Regions from separate parts of the Rattus norvegicus genome. Here region 1 is linked to region 2. The links are chromatin contacts, called in public Hi-C maps. All regions are on one chromosome and are shown on one strand. The core of a region is the stretch at or near the end of the contact, and the rest is flanking DNA. Distances in the headings are between cores, read along the strand shown. Region 1 overlaps Mylip (myosin regulatory light chain interacting protein). Region 2 has its middle 39 kb from the start of Gmpr.

Region 1 (7,689 bases), core at 3,885-6,384, 73 kb before region 2:
AAAATAGGAAGGCGGGGTTTAATATTTATTACTGAAATGCAAGAGACTACAGGAAAAAAAAAAAGAAAGAAAATGATTGCTTTTAAAACCACAGCAAACTCTGGATCCCAGCACTGATGTTTTCCATACTCCTGTGGCTTGGAAGTGGGCCACGCATGTGAAAAATGTGATCTTGTAGATTTCTACTCCTAATGGGGGAACAGGCTCCTCAGAGAGATTTTAACATACCGGTTTTTGTTTATTTACTAGACAAACAATGGAAACATTAAAAAATACCGTCCATTTGGGTTTGGAATGTCCACGTTGCCTTACCATGGTATTTTAAAGGTTGGGAGAGATTTTTGTTTACAGACAGACAGACAGACAGACGAACAGACCAACCGATCTGGTTTGTGAAAGCTTCCTTAGTTCAGTAAGTGAGAAAAATACATGACACAGCATTTGTTCTGTGTATGTGTGAGTGTGTGTGTGTGTGTGTGTGTGTGTGTGTGTGTGTGTGTAGCAGTCACATACGGCGATTTCAGGGCTTCCAGGTGCAACCCAATTCTAGTGACACAAATTTATCTTTGAAATCAGGCAAAAGTTGAGGAAGAAAATAACTTCATTTAAATAGTGGGAGGATAAGAGCAAATAAACTGTATGGGGAGTACGTTCCTGTTTTTTTTGGTTTGTTTTTTTTGTTTTTTTTTGTTTTTTTTTGTTTTTGTTTTTTGTTTTTTTGTTTTTTTTTTTTTGGTTCTTTTTTTCGGAGCTGGGGACCGAACCCAGGGCCTTGCGCTTCCTAGGTAAGCGCTCTACCACTGAGCTAAATCCCCAGCCCCACGTTCCTGTTTTATGACTGACTGTGAGGAGGTTCTACTGCAATGCGCTCTCCCGTAATTGGGTCAGTGCCTGTGTTCAAATCTACTTTATCCATGGAAGACGTTTGTGAATTAGTACTTAAATCAAATCTCTTACGTTGGTTTTTTCCATCATTGACTCAGTTATCTTTGACTCTGGGATTTGTATCTAATGGCATTCAAAGTGGCTCAACTAGGTTATTTCAATTGATTCATTCCTTTTAAGAGATCCCACGGAGTGGTCAGTGTAAGCTGTGCCGGGTAGTGTGTCTGTAATCCCAGCTGCTTTGGAGCTAGAGGAACAACGATTGCGAGGCCTGTCCTGTTTGGGGTTACAGTGTGAGTCCAAATCTAGTCTAAGAACTTAGTGAAATTCTGGGTCAAAATAAAACATAAACTGGAGTTGAGAACACAGTAAAGCTTGCCTAATTTGTCCAAAGCTCTTCTTCTGAATAAAGAAGCAAGGGAGGCAGGGTGGGAGGGAGGGATAGAGGGGGTCTGGGGTGAGGCAGGGGGAGGAACAGGGGAAGATTTCAGGTTACATTTATTATGTTGGTGGATTTTGCACAGTTTTGTGGGGTTATCTAAAATATAAAGCTTTTTTAAAAAAATGCCTAAGGTTGATAGCCAGTCTGCTTTTAATATCTTTATCAAGTAATATCAACTTTGTGTTTGTGCCCTTTAATTGGGATGTCAAAGTTGTGCTAGGTCCAATTTCCTATTTAATTATTTATTTTAAGTGTGTGGGTGTTTTGCCTGCACGGTACTAAGGAGCCAAACTATTGGCCCCAGGAAGTAGAGAGGCCTGGTGGGATGGGGTGGGGTGGGATGGAGACTGGGGAGGAGGAATGGGATGAAGAACAGTCGGAGGGCAGACTGAGAGGGGGATAGTGACTGGACTGTAAAAAAAGATTAAAGATAATTAAAAAAACAAAACAAAAAAGAACAAAGCTATTTTTCTTTAATGTTATATTAGTAAAACAAAAAGAAGAAAAGAAAAAAGAAAACCACACACACACACACACACACACACACACACACACACACAAAACCAAGACTGTTGACAAACTTTTTGATGTTCCACTGTTGGCAATAAAATATCCGTGTTAAATGCTGTGATTCTACACTAGCTCTGTCTGTGTAGTGAATGAACACAGCCTCGACCACTCAGTTTAAAGAGATGGCTTCACTGAGGCAAGCCATGCTGTACCGAGGGTATCTCGACACTTCATTAAGAGGAGATAGCAGGGTACAGTTGCCCTCTGCAGACCACTAATCAGCAGGCAGGTTTAATATGCAGGGGTGGTTAATTTACCAGTCAGTATCAAACCAGGCAGGCTGCCAAACCAGGCAGGGGTGTAGCAAAAAGGCCTAGGTACCACAGGGGGTCCTAGGTTCCAGGAAGATGGCATCTTTCTAAAGAGGAACGTTGGCTTGGTTCAAATGTTATGTAGATTGGTAGAACAGCTAATCTGGTCTTGGGCTGGCATAGATTATAGATGGAGACAGCAGGTATTTCCAGCAGATGTTTTACCATCCCGTGAATTGAAAATGAAAAGCGAAACGAATGAATGCGTTCTGGAAGTAAGTCTGAAATAATAATCACCTTCGTAGAGACTCGTGCCTTTCTGGGGCTCTCCGTTCTTCACGATGAATTTTGCTAACATTTTCAAAACCAGAGATTAGGAAAGTATACATTTCATTCACGACGGTGAATTCTATACCATCCCCTGCTGGCAGGCTCTTTGTGCTCTCCTGACTTGGCCACATTTTCGGAGCTCTGTGGTCTCTGTTAGGGACAGTTCAAATTACTTAAAGTTAACCAACATCTGGATTCTCCCTGCTCCCACCCCAGAAAGCAGCCCCAGTACATAAACTCCATGAGCATTGAATTGAATGTCCAGAGAAATGTCATTATCTTGGACATGCATCTCTCAAGATTTCTGTGTTGGGGCAGCAAGGATCTAACCTCCCCAGTTCCTGACCCCAGCTCACCACTTTCCTCTGGAAAAGCCTTCTCTAGCACTGCCTGGGAGGCTGCATTCTCCTGAGGCATCACCTATCTTTCTTTTAGAGCATTTACATGCTTCTAACGTTATAGCTACTTGCGTTCGTTGACAGTCACTCTGATACTATAAATTCCAACCAAATTGATCAGCACCGTATCCACAGAGTCTAGCAAACCTGCACTGTGTAAAAATCTGGTTAATCAATAAATTAAGAATTTCCAAGTCTGGAGCTAGGGATGGGTTTAGAACACCATTGCTTTTGCAGAGGATCCAGATTTGGTTCCCAACAACCACATGGTGGCTCACAACCACCTATACAGCTCATTTCCAGACACCCAACTCCCTTTTCTGGCTCTGAGGACATCAGACATGCACATAAAATAAAAAGAAAAAAAATATCAAAACAAAATCAAAGCAAGCTTATGAAGCCACATACAGACTCAAAGCAAATGGGCTGTGGTCATTCCAAACCAATCCAGGACCAGTCAGACTGGTCCTAGACGGGGTCTGGAAGGCATGTTCAAAGTCTCGCTTAGCATCAGTTTGGGTGAAGGTTGCTTCCATAATTTACCTCTGCATAATTAAGAGTGAGTGCGTTCTGCATGAGATTGCATTGCGGCCAGTGCGTGTCTGTTACAGAGGTTCCTGTCACCATTACAGAGGCTCTTCACACTGTATGTGCAAAACAGCAGAATCAGCCTCCCTCTCCCATCCCCAACTCTCCCCTGTCTTCCTCTCTCCCCCCCACTCCCTTCCCTGCTTTTATTTGCCAAAATATTAAATAGGACCTGGGAAAGTTAAAGAAATGAACAAAAATAAAATAAAATAAAATAAAAGCATACGTATTTCCAAAGAAATTGTAAATTGAATTTCTGAATCCTACTTAAAAGTTTTTCTGAGCACCTTCAGCCCATACAAAGAGCATTTCTTTAAAATGGTATTTCGTGTATTTGTTTGTGTGTGCGAGTAAGTTAGAAGCATGTGGTGTGTGTGTGTGTGTGTGTGTGTGTGTGTGTGTGTGTGTGTGTGTGCGCGCGCCGTCTCTCTCAGGACTGGAAGTCTCTCTGTGGCAATCCTCAAATCATAATTGCTTTAGGACCTAAGGAGGAACATTTTTAAAAGTGATTCCACTTGGAGCTTGAAAAAGATCCCCGGAAGCCCAGGAAGAGATCTGACTTAGTAACTCTGATAGCCATCTGCCTCTGACAGGTTTTTCAGCTGTCAGCCCTCCCTCCATGAAGTAGGCCTAATGGTCTGATCTCGCTGAAGCTCTTTCCCCACTGGCATTCGGAACCTGAGCCCTGGTGTTGTTTTCTCAGCCTCGTGAAGTGTTTCAGACATCGAGGAAAGTTGAGGGTTTTTATCATGAACACCCACATAGTGCCCCCCCTCCCCAGAACCTACTATTAAGTTTGATATGTCTACTATCCATCAACTGGTTTCTTGATTCATTTTTAAACAAGTCACACATAAGCACCCTTCCTCCTAAATACTTTGGCGTGCTTACCACTAAGTAGAAACTGCTTGCATGTGCTTCTTTTTCCTTTTAGCTAAAACATACGTAGGATAACACACTGATCATATCTCTTAATGAGATTCAATGGGTGCATGCTTAAACAACACCTCTGCTGAGGTTAAGGACAGCAGGCAGCATCCCCATCTCAGGGAGTCCCTCACCTTTCTGCAGACACTGTCCCCTCTCACTACCCACTGCTGTGGTTCTCCACTCTAGCTTTCCTCTGCCTGTTTAGCTTGATGCACAGGGAGTCTTCCATAGGCTGTGCTTTATGTCCGCCTTCTTTTACCCACCGTCGATTTCTGTCTCGGTCCACGCATGCTCTTGTAGGCATGTGTGGGGTTTTCGTCACTTGTTATCTCTTCTGCTTTCTGTTTGCTTTGCTTTGTTATGTGGGGATCCAGTGTGGCCCTGAACAGTCTAGGTTAGCACTCTGACAGCCTGCTTTCTTTCTCCCTATTACTGGATAGTACTCTGTACTGTTTGTTGATCCACAGTCCTGCTGGCGAGCGCCCATTGTCCATGAGTAAGGCTGCTATGAACATTCTAATACAAGCTTTTTTTTTTTCTTCTTGTAGACACATGTGTTTTCGTTTTCCTTGAGTAAATACCCAAGAATACAATAGCTGGGTCCTGATTGTTTAGTTGTGTGAGTTACTGCCAGACACCCCCCCCAACCCCCACTCCGTGGCATCTGTACTGTTCCGTTCTCCCACTCCCACTCCCACTCCCAAGAATGTCAGGAAGCCGAGCGTCTCACGTCCCTGCCAGCCTTCTGGTGGATGCATGGTGGTAGAGCATTGTGGTTTTAATTTGCATTTCTCTGATGATTAATGATGTCTGTCAGATTTTCATGTCTTACTGGCCTCTCCTGCATCTCCTCTGGTGAAATGTCCAAGGCCCCCATTTTGATCATTAGCCTTAACTTTGGGCGGCCCGCATTCCTTGTATATCCTAGATACCAGCTCATTGTAAGATCTGAGTTTTATAAATATGTTTCCCCTGTGCCTTGTCTGCTATCCTCATGCCTTTTGGTGAGTTGGAGGTTTTCACTCTGGTGAGGTCTAGTTTATTCTTTTACTTTTCCTTTCTTTTTCTGGACTTTATTCAATATGTCCTGAAAAGTCTTGTTTCCCCCTAGCCAGGAAGGCACTCTTAGGTTTCGCCTTCAAGCCGGTATGGTTTTAACATCTACATGTAGGACTATGCTCCATCCTGAACTAATTCTGTTTTACGAGAATGTTACAAGATTAAAAACAAAACAAAACGGAAAAAAAAAACTCTCATAGCAATTCCTGTTTCCATTTGGTCGTTTTTAAATATAACTTGGCAGTCGGAGTTTGGTTTAAAATAAACCGACACGGTTAAGTGACTCCTTGGACAGAGATGGGATGCTTGGGATGCTTGATTGTCATGGGGTCTGCCTGGGGTGAGTGGCTGTTCAGACAATACTTCCCAGGCATGTGCTTCAGGGGGAATTATGGTTCAGTTATTAGCAACCATGTTTTCGAAAATAACTACTTAGCCATTCTGAAGTCGTGCTGGATTCACGGCTTACATTTTGAACACAAGGCTGAAGCTAGTTACTTTATATTTGTTCTCAAACGTTCTTCAAAATGGCGTAGCGGGCCAGATTACTGGGTGACTGTGGCCAACGGTAGCCATTTTAGTTACCTGTCTGTTGCCATGACCAAGGCAACTTAGTAAAGAAAATACTTAGCTTGGGGGCTCACAATTCCATGTGACCTTTGCAGCAGGAGCATGGCAGTAGGCAGACGGGCATGGTGCTGGAGCAGAAGCTAATAACACGTAGCATGCTGATCCATAATCAGGAGAGAGAGAGAGAGAGAGAGAGAGAGAGAGAGAGAGAGAGAGAGAAGGAGGAGGAGAGGAGAGGAGAGGAGAGGGAAGAGAGGGGAGGAGAGGAGAGGAGAGGAGAGGAGAGGAGAGGAGAGGAGAGGAGAGGAGAGGAGAGGAGAGGGGAGGGCGCACTAATAGGATGGCATAGGCTTTTGAAACCTCAAAGCCTATTCTCAGTGAGGCATCTCCTCCTAATCCTTCCCAAACAGTTCCTCCAACTGAGAGCCAAACATGAAACACAGGAGCCTGCAGCGGCCATTCTCATTTAAAGCATCCCAGCAATCTACACAGGAGCTTCCACTCAGCTTCTGGAAAGTTCTGTTGTGAATACCAGAGGGTTTTTCTGTGAGATTGCTGGTCTTCAGACAAATATATATTAAGAATATTAACCTTATGTGTATGAGTGCCTGCATGCATGTATATATGTATGTATGTGCACCACATGCACGCTTACTGCCTACAGATCTAAAACCCTGGTCCTCTGCAAGAGCAACAAGAGCTCTTAACTGCTGAGCCATCTCTCCAACCCCTGTAAAGGCACGGATTTTAAAAGAGAAATTGTTGGAGAATTTTGAAGCAAAACTATAATAAGAGTGTGTGCTTTGTGGTCATTCAAGAGGACATAGTAGATAAAGGTGTTTGCTGCCAACCTGGCCTGAGTTCAGTCTCTGAGGCCAGCATGGTGGAAGGAGAAAACTGACCCATAGGCTGCCCTTTGGCCTCCAAAACTGCACTGCGTCACTCACCCACAGATATGCAATAAGTGAACAAGTAATTGTAATTTTAAAAGACTTTGCTTCTTTTTCCAAATTGAAATCCGACGTCTCAAATTGGTGTATGGGTGCTTTGCCTACACATACACACACACACACACACACACACACACACACACACACACAGGCACTACACGAGTGCCATTGCCCAGAGATGCTATTAAGATGACATCAGATCCCCTAGATCTGGAGTTAAAGGTGGTTGCTAGCCACCATGTGAGAGCTGGGAATTGAACCTGGGTCCTCTGAAAGAGGTGCCAGTGCTCTTAAGCACCGAGGCACGTCTCCAGCCCCTCATCCTCTTCACAGCATGTGCAAATTCATTTGTACCTACGATGCCAACACTCGACTTAACTAGAATGATGCACCCTGGGCCCCACAATGTGGTCCATATACTAGAAAGATACCCATTTTCTTAGTAACTGGGTAAAACTTTAAACACTAATTTCTAAGGGTAGCCCTAGGAATGTATAGGATATGTAGTATTAGCTTGTGTTCATGAACATTTGCTTAAGACAAAGTAGGTATTTTCATCTTTATTTTTTCTTCCCCGGAGCTGAGGATCGAACCCAGGGCCTTGTGCTTGCTAGGCATGTGCTCTACTACTGAGCTAAATCCCCAACCCTAAAGTAGGTATTTTCAAAGCCTTTCTTTTGTGTGTGGTTCTGTGTTGTAAACTATATGGAACTAGA
Region 2 (6,878 bases), core at 2,878-5,377:
ACGTCCACCTTTGCGGGCTCCCACACAAAGCTCACTCTGCACCGTTTACCCATAGACCGAGAAGTTTATTTCGTCTTGCTTCTGAAGTCTAGGGTGTCTTGTTTCCATCACACAGCAGCCACCACAAACAAGTGCGAACTCACAGATCTCTTTGGAGGTCTTTCCTAGCCCAGACATTAAGTTGTGCCAGAGGCACGGAAAGCTTCAAAATAACGGAAAAACACGACCGAGCTGGGACTGTCCTCATTAATTAGAGCAGTTTATAGAACTTTCCGAGCATGAAAATAAAACAGCTTCTTGAGTTGGGAGACCAAAAAAAAAAAAAAAAAAAAAAAAAGCAGTGGTTTCTCTTCCAGTATACCTGGTGTTGGCCAGTATGTATGGTACTGGGAGGTTGTCAAGTCCTGACTGCAGTTCTGCCTGTGTATGATGTCGAGTATTTCAGACAGACAGACAGACAGACAGACAGACAGACAGACAGACACACACACACGCACGCGCGCGCACACACACACACACACACACACACACACACACACACACACTGTGCCCCCTATCTGGCGAGTGCCCTAAAGGAATTAGCCTGGGCAGGAGAGATCTCATATCTAAAACTGTCCCATCTCTTTCTCTACTGGTGTGACTTTCGATCAGCGGATTTGTTCTGGTGTGTCATTGTTTGTTTGTGGAGGTAGAGGCTGAACCCAGGGCCGTGGACATGTTAGATAAACGCTCTGCCACTTGGTGATATGCGGAGAAGCATCTTTCCTGGTGTTTCAGTGTTCCGCCTCAAGCTTGTTTTAAGTTAGCTAGCCACATCCTTAATTAGTCCCCAGTTCCTAAGAGTTGCTCCGCTCTGCTGAAATCCTCCCTGGGAAGTCCGTTTCTCCTGATTTGGGTGGCACGCAGAATGTAAGTACTAGCTGTCTGGTTTAAGGAGCTGCAACATCTAATTCAGTGGGGGCTGAAAAACAAAAAACAAAACAAACAAACAAAAAAAACCCCAGCTTTTTGTGCAGCCGTCATTTGAATGGTCTTCAGTGAGGTAACGGGCAAGTGTGAGATCAGCTTAGTCCAATTACAGAGGAAGAAGTCACCCTGTAGTTTCAGATGATATAATCTTGCATCACAAAAATAAGTTCTGACGTACCACTAAAAACCATTAAAACTAACAGGCATTCGGCATGGTTGCCGGATAAAAGATCAATCCACAAAAATCAATGTGTTTCTTCGCAGTAGCGATGAATAAGCTAAAATGAAAGTAGGGCCCGTTAGAGGGCTGAGCAGAAAAAAAGCCAAAGAGTGGGGTCCATTCCAGCGCTCATCCGGTGGGAGGAATCGGCTCCCTCAAGTTAGCCTCAGATGTGTCACTCCCCAACACATCAACACATGTAGTAAACATTTTATAAATAAATAAAAACAAAATTAGGGAAAATTATTCTCATGATAGCACTTAAGAGAAGAAAATACGTGCTCGCTTCAGCAGCACATATAGTAAAAAAAAGAGAGAGAGAGAGAAGAAAATACTCAGGGATAAGTTAACAAAAGAAGTATACAGTCTACTTTTGAAATTATCAAAAGTATACATACAAAGACCAAAAAGGTTAGTTGTTCCGTGTTCATAAATTATTATTTAGTATTAGCAGACCGCTCTCCATGGCAGCTGTACCGTTCCGACACTGCAATAGTCAGTGTATTAAAAAAAGATCCAAGGTGTCTGTTCTCTTCTTGATATTTGTTATTTTCTACTTTAAAGAAAAAGACAAAAACCTTCAGTAGCCACTAGAATGGGTGTGGAATGGTGTGTAACTGAGGCTTTGATGTCCCCTCTCTGATAACTAATGACTATGACGTTTTCCCAAGTGCCAGCCACTCACGAGTCTGCTGCCTTCGAAAAACAACTGTTTGTGTTTTTGCTCATTTCCGTTCTGTAGGTTGTTTTGAACGTTGGGCTGTAATAGCTCTTTGTGTAGTCAAGATTCAAGTCCCCCATCAGATGCTTTCCTTGCAAAGCTTTTTTTTTTTTTTTTTTTTTTTTTTTTTGGTTCTTTTTTTTTTTTTTTTTCCGGAGCTGGGGACCGAACCCAGGGCCTTGCGCTTCCTAGGCAAGCACTCTACCACTGAGCTAAATCCCCAACCCCCTTGCAAAGCTTTCTTATCTCCTTGGCTCCTGTTCTCATGTTCTTACAGAGCACCCCACTGTCTCAGCTACTTAGGAGGCAAGGGTTGAACGTGGGAAGTGAAATTTACCCACCTTTGTCATATATATATGATCAGTTATATTTTGATATTGATTTTGGATTATTTTCTCAAGTTCTGCCAAGATGTCCAATGGGAATTTCATATGAATTACTTTTGATTTTATCTGTCAAATTGTGAATCTTTGCCTTCTAATTCTTTCCGCCCCCTCTTTTAAAAATAAAAATAAAAAAGGTTGGCCAGGCTCAGTCTAGCATGCAAAGTGATGATAGGGAAGAGATGTTTGCAGGGCCCCACACTCAGGGCCCCCCAATTAATGTGCACAGCTCGGCCCTTTCAGTTTGTGGAAGACCCCAGTCTTTCCTTAGCATAGCAGAAAGCTTGCCTGCTGGTAAATACAGCTTCATGCTGATGCTGATGCCTTATTCCTAGATAACATCTGGGGCACTGACAGGAGACGGTGGCCTCCAAAGGATCAACTCAGTCTTGTGGACACAGCACCCAGCTGAGATGGGCTGGTGGGGCAGCTCAGAGAACCAGAGTGTGGGTACCTCCCAGCTACCTGTAAAGCCATTTCCAGGAAATGCAGTGCCCTCTTCTAGCCTCTGGTTCACACACACACAGATACACTGGTACAGGTAAATAAAATTAAGTCTTGTGGTTTTTGTTTTTTTTTTTTAAAGAATGGAAGCAATTACTAGTCTTCTCCTAAGTCACCATATAAGGTGATGAAATTTTGCTTTTTTGTTTTGTTTTTGGCTGGCCTGGAACTTAACCTTTGAACTTGTCGGGGGTCCTCTGACCTCTGCAGATGGTGGAAGTTTTAACTAAAGAGTGACAGGTAAATATGGGGGTACAGTGTCACCTCTGTGTCTATGTGTGTCTCTGTTCAGAGAATTAAGCCAGGTGTGGTGAGCTAGCAAGAGGGTCAGGAGCCAAGGCCAACCTGGGTACACAGTGAAAGCCTGTCTCAAATACGAGCCACCAGCAATAACGACAACTATAAAAACGTTCTCACTGACGCTGAATTTTTACTCTGAAACTCTGATCTGCTTTTCATCCCATTTTGAAATTATTCCCCACACCAAACTCATACTTCGAAGTAAACAAGTTCTTAACAGTTATAGGCCCTCTGGGGAATTCTCATGGACTGAGGGGGGAAAAAAATCTCACTCGATAAGCTTCTTAAATTATACATTTGATATATGTATGTATAAATTTTAATTGGACAGACTCATACTTTTTACGAAGACAAGTGGCCTTTTACTTTTAGCTTAGTTTTATTTTTTCTCTTGAATTTGGGAGAGACAGTACTTCTTTACCCCACCCCACCCCCACTCCACCCCAACCCGACCCCGGTTCTGAGAACATCCTCCGTTTCTTCAAAGGCTGATGAGCTCAAAGAGACAGGAATTTCTCCTGCAGGATACAGAAGGGGCTTGGGTGGGAAGACTTGGCCACCATGCCATGGGTCGAAGGGGCAGCCTCGTCTTCCGCTGCCTCTGTGTGCAAATGTGCGTTCTGGGTTTGCGCCGGCTCGTGGCAACCGCTTCTTGTTTCCAAACTTCTCACTGTCGTCTGTGCCTTTAAATCTCTCCTCATGTGTGGGAGACTCATTCTCAGCCACGAAAAGCCAGCGTTGACATGACAGTTTCTGTTGTTTTGTCCTGCAGGCTAGCAAGCATTCATGGATTGGCCAACACAATGCTTGCTGGACCTTGCTTCCTGTCTGGTGACCCAGCTCCCCTGAATCTCAAATAAATGTTTCTGTCAGGAGACTGAGCACCCAGCTGTGCAAATTGGTCACAGATGTAATTGAATTTGCCCTCTGCCCTGGAAGAAAACATGCCTGTGGTTGGGGGGTTTAGATCTGCAAATGAAACACATCACTCCTGACTTTGGGTAACAGCCGTGACGCCCAAAATAAACTGCCACAGAGACTCCATGGTGTCACCAGATATCCTGGATTGTTGCTACCCGGAATCCAGGCTGGTCAACCAGTTACCCAAACCGGACTATTTCATTGGCTGGTCGGGCGTGGTCATAAATCATGCTTTCCCATTGGCTCCTGTAACTCCCAAACCTGTCTGCAAGCCCCTCGCTGGTATCCACAGAACCCGTGCCAGGACAGCCACACTGCCCTGCTCGCCCTCAGCAGCTGCTGGAATCTAATTAAAATAAATACGGCAGTGTGCTGCGGCAACGCGCCCAGCACCTCAGGGTTAATCCATCCACACAACCTTTCTGGAGAGTCTGGCACAGAAATTCAACCCCAGAGACCACTGCGGGAAGCACTGAATCTGAAACCAACGAGGACGTAGGGGTTGTACCCATCTGAACCTCTCGGGGTGGGAAAAGGACAGATACTGGTCTGTCTGTCTCGGAGACTGCCACAGAGGATCTTGCCTCGTAGCGGTTTCTTTTAAGTGGCTTTGCAGATGCAGACATTGAGGACCAGGCACCAGGGCTGTGTGTTCAGGAGCTGCTGGGGTAACTGCTCTCCATGAAACTGAAGACTGACAGAAGTCATTGAACAGAGCTCATGGAACTTTCCAGAGAGCTGGCCAAGGGATATGGGCGTTGAGACTGATTTGGACTTTTTAGTGACACCTAGCATGAGGAACTCAGTTCATCTGGCTTTAAGTGCCAATCTACCCTGTTAACTCTGTCACTTTAAGGGTTATCCACCTATGGTCCTCAAATCCTCCTCCTCCTCCTCGTCCTCTTCCTCCTCTTCTTCCTCCTCCTCTCCCTCCTGATCCTCCTCCTCTACCTCCTCTTCCTCCTCCTCTCCCTCCTCTTCCTCCTCCTCTTCCTCCTCTTCCTCACCCTCCTCTTCCTCTTCCTCCTCCTCTCCCTCCTGATCCTCTTCCTCCTCTCCCTCCTCATCCTCCTCCTCCTCCCTCTCCCTCCTCCTTTCTCTTCCTCCTCTTTCCTGCATCCCCCACCCCCATTCCTCTTTCCTTGTTTTCTTCATTAAGATGGGCTGTTCCTATGCTGCTCATACTGGCTTAAAACATCACAGCTATCCGTCTGCCTCAGTCTCCGGGTTTTGGAATTATAGGCATTCGCCACCAAACCCAGCGTTGGTTTCTTCATTTATAAATGGGAAAATAAAAATCCACAGTTCATAGCATTTCAGGGAACCACCAGGTAATCCTGATTCATATGAAGTGCTTTTCAGACACTGTGGGAAAGAGGAGAATGGGGGACAGGGGATGTGGAGAGGAGAAAGGAAAGAGCAGGAAAGCTTTTGCCGAATGGTTTAGCTCAGAGCTAGTGTTCTGTGGAGAAAACTGAACAAAAGGATATATGATGACACATGCAGAGACTTATTATGAGATACAGGGAATACACATACATGCATACACACATACACACATACATACATGTATTCACACATACATACGCATATGCACGCATACACATGCATACATACCTATACACATGCATACATACATACACATACTTATACACACTTGCATATACACATACACATATGTATACACATATACACATATGCATACATACACACAGACACATGCACACATGCATACACATACATATACACACATACCCATGCATAACACATGCATACATACATATACATGCATATACACATGCATACATACATACATGTATATACATAAACACATATGCATACATACACACAGGCAGACACATGCACACGCATACACATACATATACATACATATATAACACATGCATACACACATGCATATACGTATACACACACATATTGGAACACTGTTCAACCTTTACAAAGTAGGGAGAAGTAGAAAATTGTCCAGTATGAAGTGATCTGGATAAGCCTTGGGTTATTACAGTATATGAAATAAACAAGTCGCAAATGTGTGATACTCAGGTATGAGGCAGCTAAAAAAATCAAATGTGTAGAATCAAGGAATAGAATGTGCTTGGCAGGGCCTGGGGAGGGGAACATCAGCATAAGTGGTCAAAAATGAAAAGGCTCACTGTAACTATAGTTACCAATAGTGTAATTCTCCTGCCTCAGCCTGCTGATTATGTAGATTGCAGAGAGGCAGCACCATACCTGGGCTGACTTTGCTCTCTCATTAATAATTGAGGGTAGTGGGGCATTGGGGGAGGGGTGAAAAGAGTGAGATGCGTTTCTGTGAGGGTGAGACCAGGTGAGGGACACAGTGACAACCTTGGCGTGAGGACACATCAGGTCTATCTGGCAAGAATGTCCTAAACGCTGGCAGACCGAGTAATGCCTCACATGAAATTAACAGCAATTGCTTGCATTAGCTTTTGAACACATTTCTGTGCTGCTGTGCATGCCAACGTGGCCAATTTTAAAGATGGAAACATCTTGTTTCAGAGATAAGCTTGGGGGAAAAAAAAGTTGAGGAATTCTGGGAGCATATGCCGAAGTCAGGGCTTACGGCCAGATCTGAATAGTGTTTCAGTGTCTTCAGAGTGAATGGTAAAGCCTTTGCTTCTCAGTGGTCCTCAAACACCGTCACATGCCATGTACTTTGAGAGTCCTCACCTGCGCGCACCAGGAAGCAGACTCTGCCTCACCTCCCAACAGGTAAGGCAGACTGGCCTTTCGATGAAGGACCCAGTGATCCTCTCTCAAGAGCCTGTTTTCCTGTCTCCTCAACTGTGCGGAAAGAAAACACGTTTGTTTGTTT

Evidence for each region. Hi-C and Micro-C count contacts between places; a contact is called where the count stands out from the background.
Region 1: a Hi-C map of Schwann cells shows a contact between it and region 2, with 6 times the contacts expected there. The contact joins two enhancer-like sites. A contact is called at or near these places in 2 of 12 Hi-C or Micro-C datasets (Schwann cells and mammary epithelial cells).

What each region holds. Positions count from the first base shown.
Region 1 is chr17:19,504,421-19,512,109 of GRCr8, reverse strand. The region is part of intron 2 of Mylip (myosin regulatory light chain interacting protein); the gene reads left to right. Among named protein-coding and RNA genes, the nearest start is that of Mylip, 6.2 kb to the left of the region's middle. Within about 2 kb of position 5,134, at least 11 of the 93 cell types and tissues checked have an H3K27ac peak or open chromatin away from gene starts, as enhancers often do. A contact at or near this core is called in Schwann cells, where this site is marked.
Region 2 is chr17:19,431,435-19,438,312 of GRCr8, reverse strand. No RefSeq gene overlaps it. Among named protein-coding and RNA genes, the nearest start is that of Gmpr, 39 kb to the right of the region's middle. Within about 2 kb of position 4,127, at least 12 of the 93 cell types and tissues checked have an H3K27ac peak or open chromatin away from gene starts, as enhancers often do. A contact at or near this core is called in Schwann cells, where this site is marked.